Regions from separate parts of the Mus musculus genome. Here region 1 is linked to region 2. The links are chromatin contacts, called in public Hi-C maps. All regions are on one chromosome and are shown on one strand. The core of a region is the stretch at or near the end of the contact, and the rest is flanking DNA. Distances in the headings are between cores, read along the strand shown.

Evidence for each region. A called contact is a pair of places that touch in the nucleus more often than the background predicts.
Region 1: a contact with region 2 is called in a Hi-C map of bone marrow-derived macrophages, with 3 times the contacts expected there. The contact joins two enhancer-like sites. A contact is called at or near these places in 18 of 484 Hi-C or Micro-C datasets (the BV-2 cell line, the Ba/F3 cell line, Sertoli cells and 12 more) and 2 of 115 datasets of contacts at active chromatin or transcription factors (CD8 T cells and trophoblast stem cells).

Annotation. Positions count from the first base shown.
Region 1 is chr12:104,184,984-104,189,935 of GRCm38.p6, reverse strand. It overlaps the pseudogene Serpina3e-ps. Among named protein-coding and RNA genes, the nearest start is that of Serpina3f, 27 kb to the left of the region's middle. Within about 2 kb of position 3,540, at least 38 of the 459 cell types and tissues checked have an H3K27ac peak or open chromatin away from gene starts, as enhancers often do. A contact at or near this core is called in the BV-2 cell line and bone marrow-derived macrophages, where this site is marked.
Region 2 is chr12:104,066,058-104,070,565 of GRCm38.p6, reverse strand. No RefSeq gene overlaps it. Among named protein-coding and RNA genes, the nearest start is that of Serpina12, 24 kb to the right of the region's middle. Within about 2 kb of position 2,860, at least 158 of the 459 cell types and tissues checked have an H3K27ac peak or open chromatin away from gene starts, as enhancers often do. A contact at or near this core is called in the BV-2 cell line and bone marrow-derived macrophages, where this site is marked.

The DNA of each region.
Region 1 (4,952 bases), core at 2,291-4,790, 120 kb before region 2:
GTCCTGCTGTTGTAGTGGTTTGAGGGCATCACTGTTTCAGACACAGAGCCAGCCAGGGCATGCCTCATGTCACAGCCTGAGCAGAGACTTGGGAATCTCTGTTTAGAGCTCAGGGAAGGAACAAAACTCTTCATGAGCAGGTGAAGCCAGCACTCACTGCTTGCTCAATACCCTTCTCCTGCCCTCCCTGGTCTTCAGTTTGTGATGTGTTTCTCTCCCCACAGGTGGTCCACAAGGCTGTGCTGGATGTGGCTGAGACAGGCACAGAAGCAGCTGCTGCCACAGGAGTCAAAGTTAATCTACGTTGTGGAAAAATCTATTCTATGACAATATATTTCAATAGGCCATTCCTGATGATTATCTCTGACATAAATACTCACATTGCCGTCTTCATGGCCAAAGTTACAAATCCCAAGTGAGACCAGAACTTCTCAACTGGGGAAAGGGCCCCTTTCCAAGAGCTGGAAATTGAGCCTGTGTGTGTGTCTGTCTGCACATTTTGGCTTCCATGCTCTGCTTGGCTGAGGCATGCCTGATTGGACAGTGACACTGACTAACTCTGTGACTGCCTCATGCAGAGAAACAAGCCTATGGCTGGTCACTGTCAGACTCCCTGTCATCTTGACAGCTGTAGCACAGGTACCTGACCTGAAATTTGTGTTACTCCCTTCCCCTGCTCTCTCCCCTGTATCTGCCTCAAATCAGCAATGAGGCTCTCTCCTAACTTAGGCTCTGCTTATTTCTGCCTTCAGCTTTTCAGTCATGATGGGGCTATGGAAGTTTACAGGCCAACCCATAAGGACAAAGAAGGGAACCTCCTGCCCTGGGTCTATCTGCAGCATCTAAAATGCTTGGTGCCCAGATCTACCTTACTCTTGCCTTCCTCTGGGCAGAGCTATACACAGCCCCTGCAGTCTCCTGCTCTCCCCCCCAATCTGGCACAGTTTGAGCCTTCACCCCTGAAGCTGCAAGGGGCTTGTGGGTCAGAGCAGCTCCTCTCCCTCTAGCACTCCTACTCAGGACAGAGAAGGAGCTTTTTTCTAAGTCTCTAGGTGACCAACCTCACAGGACAGGTGGACTCCTCTACCTTCATCACCAAACTGAAAGGAGCCAAGGATCAATAAACATGTAACTGCATTGAATGTGACAGTGTTCAGAGAGCTTCTGTTTGACGATTATTCCCTCTGGTGACAACAGTGACATAGAGATTGGCACCTACACTCTGTGACTCCTGTGATGGCCCTCTGACCTACATGCTATTATGAGTCCCTTTATGGATAAGAAAACCAAGGCACAGAGAAGCTTGGCCATTTCCTCATGACACACAAATAGGCATTATGGTATGCCAAGTTTGCCGATGACAAGGGACAACCTTCATCTAGCAGTGTCTGCTCCCTGAGGCTTCACAGTGGTGGTGGGAATGTGAATAAAGCAAGACTCTGGATGCTTCACAGAGAGCACCCAAAAAAACCTGGGTTTAGGAGGTGAGCTCTGTGGTGAGGACAGAGGAAGAGGATGATGGTGGTGATGCTGGGTGGTGGTGGTAGTGGGGAGGAGGAGTAGCAGAAGGAGGAAGATGAGGAGGAGAAGTTAGTGGTGGTTTTCATATAGCCAAAAAATTATATTTGCAAGGCAAAGAACAATGGAGCCATTTCTTAGAATCTGACATGAGGTCCATTTAGGAAAAGGGCAGAGCAGACACTAGATGTAAAGAGCCTGGCCCTGTGAACCTCTAATTTCTCAGAGCTACAGAGAGCTTTGCAGAGGTCAACCACTGCTTCTGTCTTAGGAATGCAACATGTGTGGCTTCAATGCAGAGAACTTGGCAGAGCATAGGTCATGGGGATTGTCATTGAAAGCAGTTTCAAGGAACATTAGGCCACATTTGGAGAGAGCAGTGGGTGATTCAGCTCCAAGGCTGATCCAGGTTGGAGCCTAGACAGAGGAGGAAAGGAGGCCTAGGAAAGGAGGTACATTTATGTGGATTTCTGTGTGTCCGTGTAGAAGCCTGTGAGCCTGGAAACACAGCCAGAGGCCTGCATACAGAAGGAAAGGTGCCCACCCAGGTGGAGACACACCTGAGCCTCAAGACTCCTGAGAACACACAGTGACAGGTGGACCTGTGCTCAGCAGAAAATCACACACACTGGGAAGTATTCCCTTCCCAGTGAGCACCAAGATACCACACATAGAACCATGGTGTGGTGGGAGAAGAAGGGACCATCTATTGACAGCAGCCAAGTTTCCCCACAATGACCATGTGCCTAACTGCCAGTCAAGGCTCTGAACTGGTTGCCACGTGAAGTCCATGAGTAGTGACATGACTCAGCTATATCCCTCCATCCTTTTGGTTCTCTAATCAAGTATTTAAGGAGCCTGGGCTTGACAAAATCTCATGCTACTAAATGTGGTGGGTCTGAAACTCATTGCCAAATTAAAGTCCATCCAATAAGGGAGTCTAGAGCCTAGATATCTGGGTTTGCTTCTCCGCATTCCTTGGGAGCTGACATTTTGCATTCCTCTTGCCAACCAGATATTGTCTTGGTAAAGAAGCCTCTAAAGGAAGAGGCCCAGTGTGCAGTAGAGGTGACACTGTGGAGGGGAAAGATAGGAGCCTGGAAACATTGCTGTCCACTGCGGTTCACTGCCTGGGAACTTCCTGCATGGCTCAGTGGTTTCTACAAGCTGAGCATCCATTTCTTAAAATTTAAAAATCGAGGCAGCAGAGGGGTGTAGTCTCTCTCACTCAATTATGTTTTTCTTCCTTCCTTCTGTCAATGGCCCACTGTGTCTAATGAAACTCAGACATATAGAGACACCTTGAGATTTTAACCCAACCACCTGACAGAGGTCATTGTCAAGGTTTCATGTCTGCTCACCAATAATCAGATAATGTCTGCCATGCAGCACTATGGGATAGGAAGCAATAGTGCCGACAATAGTTATAATAACCATCAATGTCCTAGATGCCACCTCTACCCTCACACAACACGAAGCCCTGCAGCTACATCATAGAAACAGCTTCCAAATGGAGGCATTTGACGAGAACTTGTCAATCTAGGTGATGTTTGGTTGGCCCAGCCTTGCAGGGCTGGAATTCCAAGCCTTCATGTGCAGCAGAAGGAACGGAGAATGGTGTAGCATCTTTGGAGAGGATGATGCAGCAATCACACTATAGGCAGGTGCTCAGAGGAACAGGAAGCAAAGACATGGCAGGTACTGCAGCCAGCGTCCACCATCCTTTTTCATAGTCAGCAAAGTGCTTGTGACTCAAGGGTTCCCCAACAGATGAATGGATGAGCAGAGTTTGCTCAGGCCACACACTATTACTTCATTAGACAAATGAGGGAGGTGACATTTTTCTGCTGCCTGTGTATGAGCCTGCCAATATACTCACAGGGAAAGAAGCCAGACTCAGTAGGGCCTGTGTCATGTGACCCAGAGACATGTGATCCCAGAACAGGCAGATTCATGTACATACAGAATCTTCTACTGGTTGTGGAGAGCTATGGGGAAGGAGAGGATGACTCATCAATGGGCATGCAATCAGTTGAGCAGTGACTAACATAGCTTAAAACTAGATTTAGAAAACCGGCTGAGACAGGCATCAAAATGTGAGTCCTCAGGGGAGGTTCTCTGAGCTTTAAGGATGTGAAAGGGCTGGGCAGTAGAGGAAACACCAGCTGATCGAAGTGACATTTGTGTGTGTTGTTGGGACATAGTGACAAGAATACAACATGATATAGGGCTCAGAACCAGATTCTGCCAGCGCCTTGGGAATGGGGAACAGAGTTCCTCTCTGACACCCTCATGACTGCTGAGGAAGATTTGGCCAGCTGCAGCTGCTCCTTCCCACTTTCCTGTGAGGAGAAATTGAAGCTTGTTCCATGTCATCTCATCCACTCCTTCTTTTGGGCCAAGGCGGAAATAGCTGATAGCAAGTTTAAGGTCAGTAGGTCAATGTGTGTAGTGAGGCAGTGTGTCAAACCAAAAAAGTAAAGAGAGGGCTGTGCACATGGATGCACACTTACACATTCACAAACAAAAGACACACGCTAAACACCTGCTCAAGAATGATTCAGTGGTAGGGCGTTTTCTGAGTATATATCAGGCTCTGAGTACAAACACACACACACACACACACACACACACACACACACACACACACACACACACACACACATATATATATGTATATATATATATGTTTATGTGTGTAGGTGTGTTTATATATATTTGCATATATATACACACATACATTTACTTGTGTGAATACATGTATATGAGTGTGTGTATATAGACACACAAATGTGTGTGTGTATGTATATATATATATATATATATATATATATATATATATATATCCCATATTTTCAAAATCAACAAATATGTTGATGCAAGGATGTTCAGGTTCTATTAGTCTTCTACACTTTTAGCTTGAACAAGGGGCACTTGGCTTTGAACTTGAGCCATTCAAGTTGCTACAACCAGAACATAAAAGAAGAAATAAATATAGCAAACCCACGTTTCCCAGGGAAACGACTGAGGCTGCTGGAACTCAGGTAGACTGCCTAAGGCTTCTGGCAGGAAGAGCATGAAGAACAGAACCCCTGCCTTACAGAAGTATCTCTGCAGTTAGTCAGCCATCCCTGACCCGGAGCCAACTGAGAAAGTTCCAGGGATGTAGTTGCTAAGGTTTATACTCTTCCTTAAAATGCAAACCCATTTTTCTGCATCTGAGTGTCAAGTCCTACTGACTGGCCATTCTGGCCTCAGAGGACATTTTCCCCAATGCTGTAAAAGCGGCCAGCAGCTTCAGCCCTGAAGCTGCCACAGCTGTGCTTCTAGCCACTGAACTTCCAGCAGCCACAGATAGCCAAGCCTTGGAGAATGAGTGCAAGTGACAAAGAACTCACACCCACCACCCCGAGCCCATGGTGGGGCAACCCATG
Region 2 (4,508 bases), core at 1,611-4,110:
TGGTTTGGATGGGTTTGGCTAAGCGAACATCACGTTCTTCTTTCCTATATATGTACTCAGGGTTAGTGAAAGTACAAATGAAACCATAGCAAATCCAAGTAATTATTTAAAATGGGGAGAGTTGGTGGACGGACCCTGTCCAAACTCAAGATTCACTCACGAATGTCACAGTCGCACCAGAAATCACATGGGGAGGACCAAGTATATAGAAGGTCTGTTTACAAGCTACAAGGTGTAGCATTGTGGTTGCCTCTGAGCCTTGGTCCCAGAAACCCTGGTCAAAAGTTCATTCTCACTCCTTATGAGGGAAATAGATGTCATGTCCCTGAGCCTCAACCTCCTTCCCTTAACTGTGCGTAAGAAAGCCTACAGCTTCTCACGCTGGACCACGTCAGCCCCCACACATCAGGAGGTGCGAGTGATCTCGTTGGAAGAATGTATCTCAGAGCCAGGCTGTGAGATCCCGTGCTCGAGTCCAGCCCACTATGGAAGAACGTCCCCTTCTGGCTGCTTGCCTAAGGCAGTCTCCTCCTGGCTGCCTTTAGATCAAGATGTGGGACTCTCAGACCCTGCATTCTTCCTTGACTTGACTCTTCTCCTGAGTACACACGTGAACTTCATATTCTTATTTTCCCATCCACCTGCAAGTCAGCCATCCAATTGGCAGGAGAGGGGTTGCAGACGACAGGTCTGAAAGAGGTCAGTGACCAGCAGATGGCAGCAGTGTGCTTCTGAGGTCCTCACAGAAGCTTATCTCTCTCCAGTGTCCTTTCTGATTTATTCTCAAAATTCCAGGAAGTGGCTAGGGCCTCAGAGCCCCATGTGGCAACTGAACTGACTTTTGTCCCCTACCCTGAACTCACTTTTGTCCCTTGGGGACTTTTCTGGCTTCTACTACTGGGGAGAGAAGTTACTGGCATCTCATAAAAAGATACCAGTGATGGTGTTGAATGTTCTGGAATACATTTTCTTACGGAAAAAAAATATATATATATATTACAGAAATAAAAATATATATACATATATATCAGTTCAGATGTTGGCAAAGCCCAGAAAGTTAAGAGAACTGTGTTCATAGACAGGTAAACTGAGGCCTCAAGTAGCAGTTTTATTGTGTGCTCTTTCCTGGTGTGACCACATGGAGCTGCTGCAGGGTGGGTGGGAAGAAGCACTTTCTGGCTTGTCTGCATAGCATACTGTAAGTAGGAAGCCTTGTTAGGGAGTGAAGCTTAGCCTCCTGCCTGTGTAGCCTGGGAAACAGGCACCTGGTCAGGACAGATGAAATAAAGGAGAGATATAAAGTGGCTAGGTGACTTCTTTCTCCACCCCCTCCACCCCTCATCCCACAGGAGACTCTGAGGTGCCAGGATGCAAACCCCATGGACTTGGGGATACTTATATGCGTACAGGTTCACATACATCAAAGTGTCCGGCTGGAGCTGACAGCAGCCTGGAATTGGTTGTATTATACCAATACAACCAATATGTCTTAAATATTAAATTAATATTATGTCTTAATATGTCATTAATGAACTTAATATGTCATTAATGAACATGGTCAAAAGCCTTCGTCTGGGAAGTCATGGGCTCTGTAGGGGAACCTGCTACCATCGTTTTACTTAGTGGTCGTGTTATCAAACTGCCCTCCAGACACCGTGTTTATGAGCACAGATTAGTGCAGAGCATAGTCTTCACCAGAGAACCTCCTTACTTCAGCAGGAAGCACTTGATGGAGAACTGTAACCTATGGTCATCATCAGTAATAAGACATCCATCACCCTCTCCCAGAGTCAGGCAGCCCCGAGGAAGAGACAGTGGGCAGTATGTAAGACCCGGGGGACAGAGGGACAGGCCGCAAAAAGAAGTCTCCCTGACATAGCATAGCCATCACGTCCATAACTCGTGTGGCTGTCTGCAGATCTCTATAAGATTGGGCCCCAACAGCTCATCATGGATTGAGAAGAAGGCATGAGGAATCATAAATTAACAGTTATGAGGAGAAGGGGTGCCATTTTCTTCAGTGATGTAGTCACTGGTAAGTTGCCCTTGGTTCCAGCAAAGACCTCTTGCCCTTGCTCAGCAAGAAACTCTAATCAAGCCAGGCAGAGTGGTATACAGCTTTGATCCCAGCACTGCAGAAGGGGATCTTTCAGTTTGAGGCCAGCAGCTTGGTCTACAGGGAAAGTTTCAGAACAGCCAGGGTTATACAGGGAAAATCTGTCTTGGGAAGAAAAAGAAAGAAAGAAAGAAAGAAAGAAAGAAAGAAAGAAAGAAAGAAAGAAAGAAAGAAAGAAAGAAAGAAAGGAAGGAAGGAAGGAAGGAAGGAAGGAAGGAAGGAAGGAAGGAAGGAAGGAAGGAAGGAAGGAAGGAAGGAAGGAAGAAAGAAAGAAAGAAAGAAAGAAAGAAAGAAAGAAAGAAAGAAAGAAAGAAAGAAAGAAAGAAAGAAAGAAAGAAAGAGGGGGGAAGGAGGGAAGGAGGGAAGGAGGAAGAGAGGGAGGGAGGAAGAAAGAAAGAAAAACTCTATTTAAACTCATACCACAGGGAAGAAGAGATGACAGTACGGATAAGGGATTCACTGTTAGTCCTTTTAAAATTGTATAATGGCTCTCAAAGGCTAGACCCAGAGCTTCCTCCTTAGAGACAAGAAGGGTGTGGGGGACACTCTGCTGGCAGGTGGCGACACCAGAGGAGTGTGGGCTGTTTTCCACCACAAAGCCTGAGCTCAGAATCTCAGAACCCACTTTCCTGGGGCAGAAAGAGATGCCATAGTCTACCGATTGGATGATGAAACAAACCCTGAGGCAGACAGTAGCACGTTTGTCTCCCCAGCTACAGTCTTCTGACTGGCTGTTTGGATGACTGCCTGGAGCTCTGGCTACTCTGGGGTTGTCTAGTAATGTCTAGCTCTGGCTACTCTGGGGTTGTCTAGTAATGCTTGCCATAGATAAAAACTGAGAGTGGAAAACGCAGCTGCTTTTCAGATTCTGGAGCAGATGACCAGAATACTGGAAGGGACAGATTGGAGAGTGGGGACCTTTCTAATAAATCACACGTCTCTGAATTGTTTCATTGTGGAACCTAGGCCAAGACACTGCGAGTGTCAGAAAACGGTGACCTGGGTGTCAGAAAGACTGACTGGGAGAGCCACTTCCTGATTTAAACTTCTTCTTCTCCTTCTTTTTTTTTTTTAACTAGCTACCTTCTTTATTTACATTTCAAATGTTAGCCCCTTTCCTAGTTTCCCCTCCGAAAATCCCCTATCCCCTCCCCCTGGTCCCCAACCAACCCACTCCCAATTCTTTCCCCTGGCATTCCCCTATCCTGAGGCATAGAACCTTCACAGGACCACGGGACTCTCCTCCCATTGATGATCAACTAGGCCATCCTCTGCTACATACTCGTAACCACGAGTCCCACCATGTGGTGCAAAGCAACATGTTACAGTGTAATGATAAAGAACTGTGTGGAGGCGGTACTATTCCACTCCATTTGTGTCATTTGAAGCTACACTGCTATATTCTGACATGAGTCTCTGTTAGTCTTCGCTTGACTATATGCCATGCCAGCAACCTATCCTAGTTTGGGGATGCTCAGCTTTGATGAGAGAGTGCCAGTGTCCCCATACAATGCTCTCTCTCTCTCTCTCTCTCTCTCTCTCTCTCTCTCTCTCTCTCTCTCTCTCTCTGTGTGTGTGTGTGTGTGTGGGGGGGGGGTTTCTAAGAGAGGCACAGTTGCTGGAGTAGCAGACAGTCCCCGATGAGATGGTCAATCCTTAGCTTGAGTGTGATTTTACCCTCCCTCTGAGAATAAAGTGAATAGATAGTAAAGACAAAATCAGCAAGGGGATATTCAGTATTTTTCTGATGCCATAATAAAATTCCATAACCAAGACATTTTACATAAGAAGGAATTTATGTTGGCTTAAGGTTCCAGGGGCATAAGGGTTCATTATGGCAGGGAAGTGTGGCAGCAGGAACAGGAAACTGATAGATTATACCTTCAACCACAAGCATGACGCAAAGAAAGTGACCTGGGATTGGAGAGAAGCCTCCCTCAGAGACAGACTTCCAGCATGGCTGCTTCATCAAACCCCCAACAAACAGCGCCACCTACTGGAAACTGAGTGTTCAGCGGCCAGAGACAATGACAAACACTGCCTTTTTGAATCACCACAGAAGGCGAATCTATGAAGCTATGTAAACATAAAAGTATAGATCGCCACAGAAGGCGAGAGCGGGCACAAAGTACTCGCCAAACCCTGTGGGCAAATGCTCTCATTCTGAAACTCTTGGCTGGCCTCCTGGGTAAGCCTCAGGCAGATCAATCCTGTACAGAATGGGTCCCTGCAGAAAGAAGCGGGGTCTCCCACCCCTGCCAGGTCCTGAATGCTAGAGCGGCAGGTCTGGTTGTTTCCGTGGGGGCTTGAGGGCTCCCTTCTTTCTCTCCTCCTTCTTCTTTTACTATGCTTTTCAAGTCTTTAGGTTTCCGCTTCCGAAGATCCCTGTTGG